3 separate regions of the Mus musculus genome follow, and all the other regions are linked to region 1. The links are chromatin contacts, called in public HiChIP or PLAC-seq and promoter capture Hi-C maps. All regions are on one chromosome and are shown on one strand. Each heading gives the region's core, a stretch centred on a gene start, on an enhancer-like site or on the middle of the called end of the contact. The rest is flanking DNA. Distances are from core to core; before and after follow the strand shown. Region 1 holds the start of Acads (acyl-Coenzyme A dehydrogenase, short chain). Region 2 holds the start of Oasl2 (2'-5' oligoadenylate synthetase-like 2). Region 3 holds the start of Rnf10 (ring finger protein 10).

Region 1 (3,918 bases), core at 979-3,478:
AAATAAGCACACTGTAGCTGACTTCAGACACACCAGAAGAGGGTGTCAGATCTCATTATGGGTGGTTGTGAGCCCCCACGTGGTTGCTGGGATTTTTAACTCAGGACCTCTGAAAGAGCAGTCAGTGCTCTTAACCGCTGAGCCATCTCTCCAGCCCCTTCTATTTGTACTTTCTAATTGTGACTGCACTTGTAACCCTGGACATATAATGAAAAAAATCAAACACGTAATCTGTCCTTCTTGGGTAATTGCTAGCCGGTCATTGTTCTGTGAAACCTATAAAAATAAAGGGGCAGCCTGACTGCCAGTCAGAGCTGGCCACCATGTCGAAGGCTGCAGATGGCCCCAGGCAGCTTCTGGAGATAGAACTGACGTCATCGGCCTTGGCAGCAAGTGCCTTTGCTCACTGAGCCATTTTCCAGGCCCCTTAAAAAACCAAAACCAAAACCAAACCAAACCAAAACAAACCTTCAAAGACATGGGTTTGAGTGGTGGCACCTGCCTGTAATTCCCACACTCAACTCTGTGAGTTCAAGGCTTGTCTCTAGTCTTTAATGGCAAGTTCCAGGCTAGCCAGGCCCTGTGGACCACCTGGCCTGGTCATCTATTGTTTTGGGTTTTTTTTGTTTTTGTTTTTTTGAGAGATGATTTCTCTGTGTAGCCCTGGCTATTTTGGAACTTACTTTGTAGACCAGGCTGGCCTGGAACTCACAGAGACCCAGTCGCCTCTGCCTCCAGGTCTAGGATTAAAGTCATGTCACCATTAGAGCCTGGCAGCTGTCTCGTTTTTGGAGACAGTTTTTTCTTACTGAAGCAGGAACTCACCAGCCCCTTTAGACTGGATGTCAGTGAGCTCCCAGAATCCTTGTCTTTGCAGTCCCCATCGGATGGAATCCTGCACCCAGGTCAAATGGATGCTGGGGTTCCAACTCAGGTCATGCTCACATGTGAAGTCTACCCTCTGCACCACCTCTCAGGCTCCAGTGTCTCTCTTTCGTCTTCCATCCGGTTCTGTCTGGTGACCAGGTAGGGAAGACGGATGGATGACCAGAGGATTGGGCAAAGAGTCAGCACGTTATTTGAAAGCCCCCCCCCCCCTTTAAAGGCAGTTCCAGACTTTGGGGGTGGGGGAAGAAATGGACAGATGGGATCATTTGCAGTCTAAACTACCACCCTCTCTTCAGTGTATTGTTTTCTAGGTAGTGGTGGGCTGTGAAGTTCAGTGAGCAGATATGTAGGGTGCATGTAAACCAGGGAGCTAATGACACTGACAGTCTCTGGGACCGAGCGAAGTTGTTCTGAGGGTGCTAGGACTCAACCCTCAACCCTTGGAGTTAATGGGCAGTACCCCTACTCCCAGCAGGGCTCTGCCCCCCCCCCCCCCACGAGGTGCAGAAGACAGTAGCTCTGTTTCACATTCACATCTGAGGGCTGGAGGGAATCTTCCTGCCCAGCATCCCCATGCAATGGGCTAGATACTGAGCCTTCCAGGCTTTTTGTTTTTTGTTTTGTTTTGTTTTAAAGATTTATTTTATTATTTTATGTACATACACTGTAGCTGTCTTCATACACTCCAGAAGAGGGAGTCAGATCTCATTACGGATGGTTGTGAGCCACCATGTGGTTGCTGGGATTTGAACTCTGGACCTTCGGAAGAGCAGTCGGGTGCTCTTACCCACTGAGCCATCTCACCAGCCCCCTTCCAGCCCTTTTGGAATCCACAGACTAGTGTGAGAGATGAATAGTAAATAAATAAGTAAAATAAAAGGCTGGATGTAAAACTGTGGGCTAGGAATGGTAGCATGAAATCCAGGCAAGAGGGCAAAAGCTGCCTGCCTTGTGTGGCCGAGCAAAGATGGTCAGGGAGCCAGGGATTACGCTGACAGCTGACAGGATGCAGAAGTGGGTGGGCAGGAGTAGGTGCTAGCTCTTCTCTTCTCTCCCTAAAACTGAACCCAGCGCCTTATGTCTGCTAGGCAGGGAGGACCTCCTCACGCCCTCTTTAAACTTTCATTTTGAAGATACTGCAAAGTTGCCCAAGCTGGGCTTGAATTTACTCCGTAATACAGGGAGAACCTGCAATTCTGCCTCAGGCTCAGAAGTCGCTGGAATTAAGTTGACTTCCTGGGTGAGGCCCGGACCCTAGGTCGTGAGCCTGTCTCAGGCCTGCCCCTGCGGCCCGGTGGGCGTGGCCCGGGCTCGGCGCCGGCCCCGCCCCTGCAGCCGTGTGGGCGTGGCCCAGGCCCTGCCCCTGCCGTCCGGAACTCCAGAGCTGCTGCAGGAGGTCCTGGAGGTCTGTGCCCATGGCTGCCGCCTTGCTCGCCCGGGCCCGTGGCCCTCTCCGTAGAGGTGAGTGCGGAGCCCCAGGGCGGGTCACAGGGCGGAGATCCTGGCGGCCGGTCCTGCTGTGGCCCCGGGCAGACGAGTGGGCAGCACCCAGTGGCTGCGCGTGGCCTTTGTCCTAGTTTGGTAGCCTCTGGCCGGTGCAAGGCCCAGACTCTGAGGGATCCGGGCTCCTGCTCGGCGCTTTTCCCGCGGGTCCCTCATCGCCAGCTCCCCTTATGCGGCCCTATCCACACCCCTTACGCCATTTCAGTCCTAGCTGAGGTTCTGGGTGAGTTGGTCCTTCATGGCGGGGGGTGGGGGGAGGGGCTTGGCATTTAACTCCGACCTATGACCTTGGACATAACTCTCAACCTCTCTGCATCAAGTGGTCCAAGTGTCAACTGTTTCCATCCTCAGAGCTCTATTAAATCACAGGATGCATCGTGGTTGGCATCTAACGTGTTTTCTTAACGTTAGCATTTACTTTTTTGTTTGTTTGTTTTTGTTTTGTTTTTCGAGACAGGGTTTCTCTGTATAGCCTTGGCTGTCCTGGAACTCACTTTGTAGACCAGCCAGAAATCCGCCTGCCTCTGCCTCCTGAGTGCTGGGATTAAAGGCGTGAGCCACCACGCCCGGCATACTTATTTTTAATAGTGTTTCCTCTCCTGTGCAGCAGCCCTGACACTATGGCCACCGCTTCCTTTGGCTAATCCAGAGTCACATTAACAATTAGATCAGTGTTAAATAAGCCATTAAGTACTTCTTTAATCTTTCCACTGCCGGGAGCTGAGTTCTGTTCTTGTCCACATTTTATAGAACTCCCAGACCCCAGACCCAGTGAAACTTAAAATCCATTTCCGAGGTGTTGTAAATGGGATTATATGGAGGAAGTGTTTAGCGAGCAGTTAAGCATTCAGTTAGCCTGGGCTTTTCTGTAACACTCTGTTGACATTGTATCAATACATTTTTTTTTTTTTCTATTGAGACAGGGGTGGGGGGGTGGGGGGTGGGGGGGTGGAGTGGTGCTCTTTTTTTTTCTTAAAAGTTTATTTTTATTTTTATTTGTATGAGTGCTTTGCCTGCATGTGTGCCTGCATAAGTGTGCCGTGTCCCACAGAGGCCAGAAGAGTGTGTTGGATCCTCTGGACCTTTCATTACAGACAATTAGCCACTCTGTAGCCTGGTTCCTCTGAAAGAGCAACAAGTGCTCTTAACTGCTGAACCATTCCTCCAGACCCTGGGATGAATGAAATCTTGACTTATTGCATAGGCTAGCCTGAACTCCAGGCTACCTCAGCGTTTGTTCTTCTTACAGAAGATCTGAGTTCAGATCCCAGCGCCCATGTTGGGCAGCTCCTAATCCCCTGTAAGGTCCAGGGGATCTGACGCCCTCCTCTGGCCTCTGTGGGTACCTGCATGCATGTGTACATACATAAACACAGACTCACAGACACATAAAGAGAAAGGAGTCTTAAGATCTTTCACACTGTCCTTCCCTAACTCGGATCATCCTCTGATAGCTCTCGGTGTTCGGGACTGGCGACGGTTACACACTGTTTACCAGTCTGTGGAGCTGCCTGAGACACACCAGAT
Region 2 (3,918 bases), core at 699-3,198, 220 kb after region 1:
CAAAAGCTCTTTCTCTCCCGTCTTAACCTCTGCTACCATGGCTCAGAGTTCCCAGGTAAAGTTGACTTACTCAAGTTAACTTAAGTTGTCATGCCGGGTGGTGGTGGCGCATGCCTTTAATCCCAGCACTTGGGAGGCAGAGACAGGCGGATTTCTGAGTTCGAGGCCAGCCTGGTCTACAAAGTGAGTTCCAGGACAGCCAAGACTATACAGAGAAACCCTGTCTCGAAAAACAAAAACAAAAAAAACAAAAAAAAAAAAACCACTTAAGTTGTCATTCATTTTAGCAGAATAAACAACACCCAGAGCTCTGATCCAAATGGTCTTGATTGGAGGGGGTGGGCTGTAAGTTTGTGTTTTTCTGGGAGAAACAGCTAGCCGTAGAATTACTTACACAGGCAGCCCTTAGAATCCCAATGGTTTACCAAGTAGTCTTGCTAGGTAATTTCTAACATGACCAATACTACTAACTTAGAGAACAATAGGTTTCCTTCACTTAGAAGTAAAGTAGTAGTCTTTTTTTTTTTCTTTCCTATCCTTTCCCCCTTTCCCTTTTCCTCCTTTCCCTTTTTCCCTTCCCTTCCCTTTCTCCAGACAGGGTTTCTCTATGCAGCCCTGGCTGCCCTGGAACTCACTCTATATCAGGCTGGCCTCGAACTCAGAAATCTGCCTGCCTCTACCTCTTGAGTGATGGGATTAAAAGCATGCAGGACCACACACGCCTGGCCAAGTATTATTTCTTAGACAGGAAGCAAAGGCACACATTTTATGGAAACCGGTGACTATGGTCCATTCAGGAACCAGAATCCCAAATTATCATTACCACCTCTGTCCTTCAGCATTGCAAGGCTAATTTTAAATGCACAGAAATTTTCTATGCTTTATCCCATTTACTGCTTCTACTAAACCCATCTTAAGAAGAGGACACAGACTCAGAGGGGGTGAAATGGCCCACCTCTCAAGTTCACAAGCCCCACAGGGCAGAGGTGAGCTTTAAACTCAGAACCCTGTGTGCTTACCTTCACCACCTTAATCACCCTGACTTCTTGGTCCAGGAGCAGCTCATCACGGAAGCACTGTTCCCGAAAGAACCTCTCGATTCTCTCCCAGGCATCCTGCCCTTCCTCTTTCCAGTCCCTCTGGGGCTGAAGGCTGTGTTCCAGGAAGTGGTCTAGACTGTCCCCAGGGGTCGCATACAGGTCGGGGAACGGGTCCATTTCAGCTGGGCCAGCCTGTCCTCTAGATAAATCCTCTGAGCTTCTGCTCAGCTCTGATGGGAGAAGCTTCCTGCAGCGTTCTCTGGAGGAGACAATGGGATGGAGAGTTGCATGGAAAGAAGAAAAGCGCTCTGCCCCTCCCTCCTTGGAGAAACTGGAAACAGAAACCAAGCTTTGACAAGAATTGAAAGTGAAACTGCAGGGAGATCCAGTTTACCTTCTTCAAGGCAGAAGGGAACAGGAGTTAAGGATGCAGTCTCCCCACCGGCTCTGTTGTGAGCACAGGATGTTGTTTACCACAACAGAGTAAGATTCAGCAGTTTCAGTGGCAGCGATTTGGCCACATAATCTCATCTGCCTGGTGATCTGGCAGTGGCAAATGCATTTATTTCATTCTTAATCACGCATAGTGTCTCCGTTACTAGTGGCGTCTCGAGCGATAGGGTTAGGCTAGGTTATTCCTGCTTATGCTGAGGGTCACAACATCCACACTCCACATTCCTAACTACCGACCTCAGCTAGTCTCCCCGAGGCTGCTCATCATCTGTGCAGGTGTCTTAGCTGAAGGCCATATCCAGGGTCAGACTCTCCAGCTGCAGGGCCCATCGAGGTGACATTTCTCTGATGCCTACCGCAGTCCCAAAGATGTGAGGCACAAAGGATTGCTCCTGGTCAATGGACAGCGTGAGGTAGTCTCACGATGTTTTCTGTCTAGTTATCTTCAGTGAGTGACGTGTTCTGGTTATCAGGTGCAGCCTTGGGTGTAGGATTAGGTTCCTGACTAAGCTTTTTTTTTTTTTTCATGCCTAAAAGGCAACTTTTGCCACAGTCACCACAAATAGTAACTTTCATATCACACTACCCAGGAAACACATCTATATATCCTGTCTTGGTTAGGGTTCCTATCTCTGCTATAAATACCATGTCCTGGGGAAGAATTTTGTTTGTTTGTTTGTTTTGGTTTGGTTTTGTTTTTGTTTTTTGAGACAGGGTTTCTCTGTGTAACCCTGGCTGTCCTGGAACTCACTCTCTAGATCAGGCTGGCCTGGAACTCAGAAATCCACCTGCCTCTGCCTCTCAAGTGCTGGGATCAAAGGCGTGTGCCACCACCGCCCAGCGGAGGAAAGGTTTTTTTTGTGGCATCTTCGAGATTGCCTACCATGCAGGGAAGTCAGGGCAGGAACTCAAGAACAGAGGCGGTGGATGAGTGTGTGCTGCTTATTGGTTTGCTCCTTATGGCTTGCTCAGTCTGCTTTTTCATACACCCCAGGACTGCCCCCCCAGGGTTGGCATGACCCAGAATGGACGGGGGGGGGGGGGGGGGGGGAAGGGGGCGGGACCCTCCCCCATCAATCACTAATTTAGCAAATGCCTCACAGGCTTGCCTAAAGGCCAGTTTTTGTTTTGTTTTGTTTTGTTTTGTTTTTCCCGAGACAGGGTTTCTCTATGTAGCCCTGGCTGTCCTGGAACTCACTCTGTAGACCAGGCTGGCCTCGAACTTAGAAATCTGCCTGCCTCTGCCTCCCAAGTGCTGGGATCAAAGGTGTGCGCCACCACTGCCCGGCTAAAGGCCAGTTTTATGGAAGTATTTTCTCAGTTGAGATTCTCTCTTCTCAGAAGAAGGAAGCTTGGATTGAGGTTTGAGGTGCTTGCTTGACACAGATGCTAGTAAGGATTTACTAGTAAGCTTGCTTACAAAATAACCAAGTAACGTGTTAACTCTCCTGTCCACCTGTGTAAAGGTGGATGGCCATTGGGGTCAAGGAGACCATGTCAACAAGGGGTCACTGAGTTGAAACAGAGCCCCAGAAACATTGAGGAAGGAGTCCTGTGCTTGTGGGTCCCGGGTGCCATGCCTCAGGTGTCAGATGACGTTGTAAGTAGTCTGGTGGAAACTGAAGATAGTCTAAACATATACTTTGTGTCTCTTAACCCATCAGACTACTATAATTGAAATGATGGGTCCCAAAGAAATGGTAATTTCCCCAAAAATCTCATGCTGGGAGAGGAAAGGGGGGCAGCCAGAGGGAAATCTTGTCTCCTAAAAACAGATTTCACACAAGTCTAACATCTTGTCAGAGTGCCTTCAGGATAAGACGAAGCCCAGGCAAGGAGGGGGTCGATGGTGAACCGGGACCACAGCTTGAAGGGGATGCTGTCTGTTATTCAGACTTTAATCTCACCTCAGGACCCCAGAGATGGCCTTTGGGGGGAGGGGTCTAGGTCTGCTTGATCTCTTGGTCCTTAACAAGGTCGCCACACTGAGTACATCTCCCTTTTCTGATTTCCATTACAATTTTTTTTAAAGGTTTATTTCTCTTTTAAAAATGTGAGGGCCGGGCGTGGTGGCGCACGCCTTTAATCCCAGCACTTGGGAGGCAGAGGCAGGAGGATTTCTGAGTTCGAGGCCAGCCTGGTCTACAAAGTGAGTTCCAGGACAGCCGGGGCTACACAGAGAAACCCTGTCTTGAAAAGCCAAAAAAAAAAATGTGAGCAGGTTGCCTGCCTGCATGTCTGTGCACCATGTTCATGTCTGGTGCTGAAAGACCCTCGAGGGGAGACCCTCACTCAGACACTCAAGTCCCGGGACAGCCGCGTACCCAAGAAGACACTGAGACCATACATAAAATGTAGAAGGCAAGATTTAATAAAGCAGCGACATGAAAGCACACAGACCAGAGCTCTGGGGTCGAAATAAAGC
Region 3 (3,918 bases), core at 524-3,023, 150 kb before region 1:
ACCAAAAAACTGAAAAATTATAGTTCCTTTTTAAAAATGGATTTATTTATTTTATATATGTGAGTACACTGTAGCTATCTTCAGACACACCAGAAGAGGGCAGTGGATCACCTTACAGATGGTTGTGAGCCACCATGTTTGTGATTTGGAATTGAGTTTAGGACCTCTGGAAAAGCATTCAGTGCTCTTAACCTCCGAGCCATCTCTCTAGCAAACCCCTCCCCCCCAAGTTATAGTTCTATGGATCTCCATGTCATTTTAAACTGATTCCTTCCATACTAAATAATATCTCATATACTATATGATAATAAGGAACCAAATAAGAGTCTGACTCCTGCTTTTTTCATTTTTCTTTCTTTCTTTTTTTCTTTTCTTTTCTTTCTTTTTTGCCCTGCCTCTGCCTCCCAAGTGCTGGGATTAAAGGTGTGCGCCACCACTGCCTGGCTTGGCCCGCACATTCTTGTTCCTTTCCCATTTATGATACTGAGGATCAAATCAGAACTTTGCCCATGCAAGGGCCCTGTGACTACACTACACTGTCTGCTTTTATTCTTTTTCTCTCTTATAAGGAACATGGTCTCACTATGTAGCACATGCTAGCCTTACACTCTGCACTTCCTGTCTCTGTTTATTTATTTATTTTTTTGAGACAAGGTTTTTCTGTGTAGCCCCAGCTGACCTGAAACTTGCTCTGTAGACCAGGCTGGCCTTGAACTCAGAGATCCACCTGCATCTGCCTCCTGAGTGCTGAGATTAAAGATGTGCACCACTGGCATCCGTCTTCTGTCTCTGCTTCTTGAGTATTAGTGATACAGGCATGAGCCACTCTAGTTCTCCTACATACACGATTGCTAAAATTCCACTCATCGGCTAGATGAGGTAGTAGCTTAGAGGTAGAAAACTAGATTGTGAGCATGGAGCTCTGGATTTGATCCCTAACAGCCCCCCCCCCCCAAATTCCATTCGTCCTGTGTGTGTCACATGACACAGCATTTCTAAGAAGTCCTCTTTTATCCCTCTCAAGCTGGGATGCTTTTCTATTGAAACGTGTTTGATTAGCATCTCCTTACTTAACTGTACTATGTTGTTTCTCTTTGTTGGTGTTTCGAATGTTGCTTCTTACCGATCTTTATATATGAATGTGGCATGCATACGTGTATGAAAAATCTTACACGTATGCACAGGTGTACATGGAGTTCTGAGGCTGCCATTGAGTGTTTTCCTCCAAGACTCTCCACATTCTTCACAGAATGGCTAGGTAGACTCACCATTTGAGCTAGTCTGGCTAGCCAGTTTGTTCTGGGAATTTCCAGATCTCTTGTCTCCGGTGCACCGGAATTGCAGGTGGGCCATCACACTCCACTTGGTTTTCTAAAAAATTTTGTGTATGGGTGTTTTGTCTATATGAGTATGTCTGTATACCACGTGTTTGCTTGGTATTGTAGGAGGCCAGACACCCACACATCTTTTTTTTAAAAAAAGAAAAAAATCCAAGCACTGGCGAGGAATATCTGTGAATTGGAAGCCAGACTGTTGCACACAAAGAGTTCAGGTCCCGTTAGGACTACAAAATGAAACATTGTCTCAAAAAGAAGGAACCCGCTAGGGAGGCGGGAAGGAAAAGAAACCTCGAACAGGGAAGAGAGAAAAAAAGCATTGGCAGGCACAAGCGGTCCCTCCCCTAGGACCCGGATGTAGGTAAAAGACTACACTTCCCAGAATGCACCACGCCCGCCTGGCAACTATATAAATAGTCCATCCGGGTTCTTGGAGATGCTGTTTGGCGACTCGTCGCCATTCCCGGAGCAGCTCGGCCTCGGCCCAGAGGCGAGTGTCGGTCGCTGTGTCGGAGACCCCGGTCCCCGGCACCGAGACAGCCAGCCCTCTCTCCTGCCCCGCGGCGGGAGAGCGTGTCCGGCCGGCCGGCGGGGCTCGCGACCCTCCCGCGCCTCCCTTTCCCCCGCAGCCTCTGCCCCGCCAGGCCCGGCCCGGACCTCCGAGCCCCGGCCTCCTCCTCCTCCTCCTCCTCGTCCTCGTCCTCCTCTTCGGTCACCGCCGCCTCTGGGCCCCACAACCCCACCTTGCCGCTTCTCCTTCCATTTTGAGAAGCTGAGGAAGGAAACAAGGAAAAATGTCGCCATGAAGGCCGAGAACCGCTGCCGCCGCCGACCCCCGCCGGCCCTGAACGCCATGAGCCTGGGTCCCCGCCGCGCCCGCTCCGCTCCGACCGCCGTCGCCGCCGAGGCCCCCTTTGATGCCGCAGAGCTCCCCCAGCGCCGCCGCCACCGCCTCCGACATGGACAAGAACAGCGGCTCCAACAGCTCCTCCGCCTCCTCGGGCAGCAGCAAAGGGCAACAGCCGCCCCGCTCCGCCTCGGCGGGGCCGGCCGGCGAGTCTAAACCCAAGAGTGGTAAGAGCCGGCGGGTCTGCCGGGTCACTTGGGGGAGGAGGGACAAACGACCCACCTTCCGCTTGCACTGACATCCAGTATTTACGGTTAAGCCGATCTGCGCTGCGTGGTTAATTTGGGCCCTTGCATTCATATTCAAAACAGCTGGCTGAAGTAGGCGCTATTCTTAGCCCCATTTTGCAGATGAGGGATCTGAGATTTTGGAAAGGGTTAAGGTCATCCAGGTGGCAAGCACCTCACAGAAGGCCTCAAGACCTGGCTTTGTGTGACTCACCGTCGGTCCAGGCTCTAAAACAATTGACTTTGTTTTCTCTTCTAGTGTCGGATTAGCTTTGGGTGGCATTCAAGTTTGAATAAGAGAGGGTGAGGCCCGAGGATTTTCAGACTTAAATCTGGCACCGGGTCTGCTCCTCTGTTTAAGAGGACTCATGTTGGGATGGCGTTGCTCGGCGTGATAGTAAAGCATGCAGACCCTGCATTCAGTTCATTTAGGTTCAGTCCTTGAGTTTGCTAATACACACTATTAAGTAAATGGGCTAAGCGCTTAGAGTACTTGACAACTTTTTGCCTAAATATTATGCCTGTTTGTGTGCGGTAGGTTATATGGGCTTGGCTTTCATGGTGTGTGTGTGTGTGTGTGTGTGTGTGTGTGTGAGAGAGAGAGTGATGTGTGTAGTCAGGCTTCTTAGTATTACTATAACATAATAATAATGATATTATTATAATAATATAATAATACTACTTACTGATTATGCACAAAGCACACGGGTAGGCTTTTAGGTGTGATAGCACTACTCTAATCGTTTAACCTGTCTAGCCAGGAGTTATTCCACCGCAGAGAATAAACTAGGCTGTGGATTAGGAGATGGCAGAATCCCGAGTCCAGCATTCTCCATCTTGTGTCAGAGCTGTGTACAAATCTCTTTTAAACTTTTACCATGTTGGCAGTATTTTTGAGATAGTAATTTTTTTTTCAATCAGTCTTTTGGTTTTTCGAGACAAGTTTCTCTTTGCATCCTTGCCTGTCCTGAAACTCACTCTATAGACCAGGCTGGCCTTGAACTCAGAGATCCACCTGCCTCTGCTTCTCAAGCACCTCCAAAATCTCAGACACAGCCAAGTTTCAGATTGTGGTTTAATTACAATGTTTCTCCTTCTCTTTCCTCCCTCCAAAGCTTCCTGTGTAACCTTCCGCTAATCTCCTTCATGTCCTTCTTTCACACATCTGTATGCATGTGCATATACATGTCAGCAAGCATGTGTATGAGTTCTATGCATATCCACCAGTGAACCTGAGCGTGGGGAGGAGCCTAGGAACCTGAACCCTACACAAAGAACTCCAGGAGACTTAGTAACACTGGGAGTGGGAGAGGGGGTCTCCTGGAAGAGCACACCCCGTAGTTTTCCAGTGCCAAACATCACTGGATGTATTTAGTGCAAAGATGTATGTGCAAGTAACTTTGTTTGGATTCCGCAGTGTGTTTTTGTGAGAGAGAGCATGTGTGAC

The links. Promoter capture Hi-C pulls out the DNA fragments that hold promoters and counts their contacts. HiChIP or PLAC-seq counts read pairs in DNA pulled down with a chosen protein or histone mark.
Region 2: a contact with region 1 is called in a promoter capture Hi-C map of liver, with 2.4 times the contacts expected there. The contact joins the promoter of Oasl2 here to the promoter of Acads in region 1. A contact is called at or near these places in 3 of 39 promoter capture datasets (the 3T3-L1 cell line, liver and stem cell-derived epiblast-like cells), 1 of 484 Hi-C or Micro-C datasets (nephron progenitors), 2 of 115 datasets of contacts at active chromatin or transcription factors (embryonic stem cells and intestinal villus epithelium) and 3 of 9 other capture datasets (adipose tissue, liver and pancreatic islet).
Region 3: a contact with region 1 is called in an H3K4me3 HiChIP or PLAC-seq map of embryonic stem cells, with 29 read pairs. The contact joins the promoter of Rnf10 here to the promoter of Acads in region 1. A contact is called at or near these places in 25 of 39 promoter capture datasets (the 3T3-L1 cell line, 3T3-L1-derived adipocytes, the C10 cell line and 17 more), 17 of 484 Hi-C or Micro-C datasets (CD4 T cells, the G1E-ER4 cell line, the HL-1 cell line and 7 more), 20 of 115 datasets of contacts at active chromatin or transcription factors (the 230-238 cell line, the SCID.adh cell line, bone marrow-derived macrophages and 10 more) and 5 of 9 other capture datasets (adipose tissue, embryonic stem cells, liver and 2 more).

Annotation. Positions count from the first base shown.
Region 1 is chr5:115,117,656-115,121,573 of GRCm38.p6, reverse strand. It overlaps Acads (acyl-Coenzyme A dehydrogenase, short chain), which reads left to right and starts at 2,228. Exons shown (of 10, transcript NM_007383.3): 1 at 2,228-2,349; 2 at 3,846-3,918. The coding sequence starts at 2,304.
Region 2 is chr5:114,894,964-114,898,881 of GRCm38.p6, reverse strand. It overlaps Oasl2 (2'-5' oligoadenylate synthetase-like 2), which reads right to left and starts at 1,948. Exons shown (of 6, transcript NM_011854.2): 1 at 1,020-1,948. The coding sequence starts at 1,217.
Region 3 is chr5:115,270,750-115,274,667 of GRCm38.p6, reverse strand. It overlaps Rnf10 (ring finger protein 10), which reads left to right and starts at 1,773. Exons shown (of 17, transcript NM_016698.2): 1 at 1,773-2,411. The coding sequence starts at 2,255.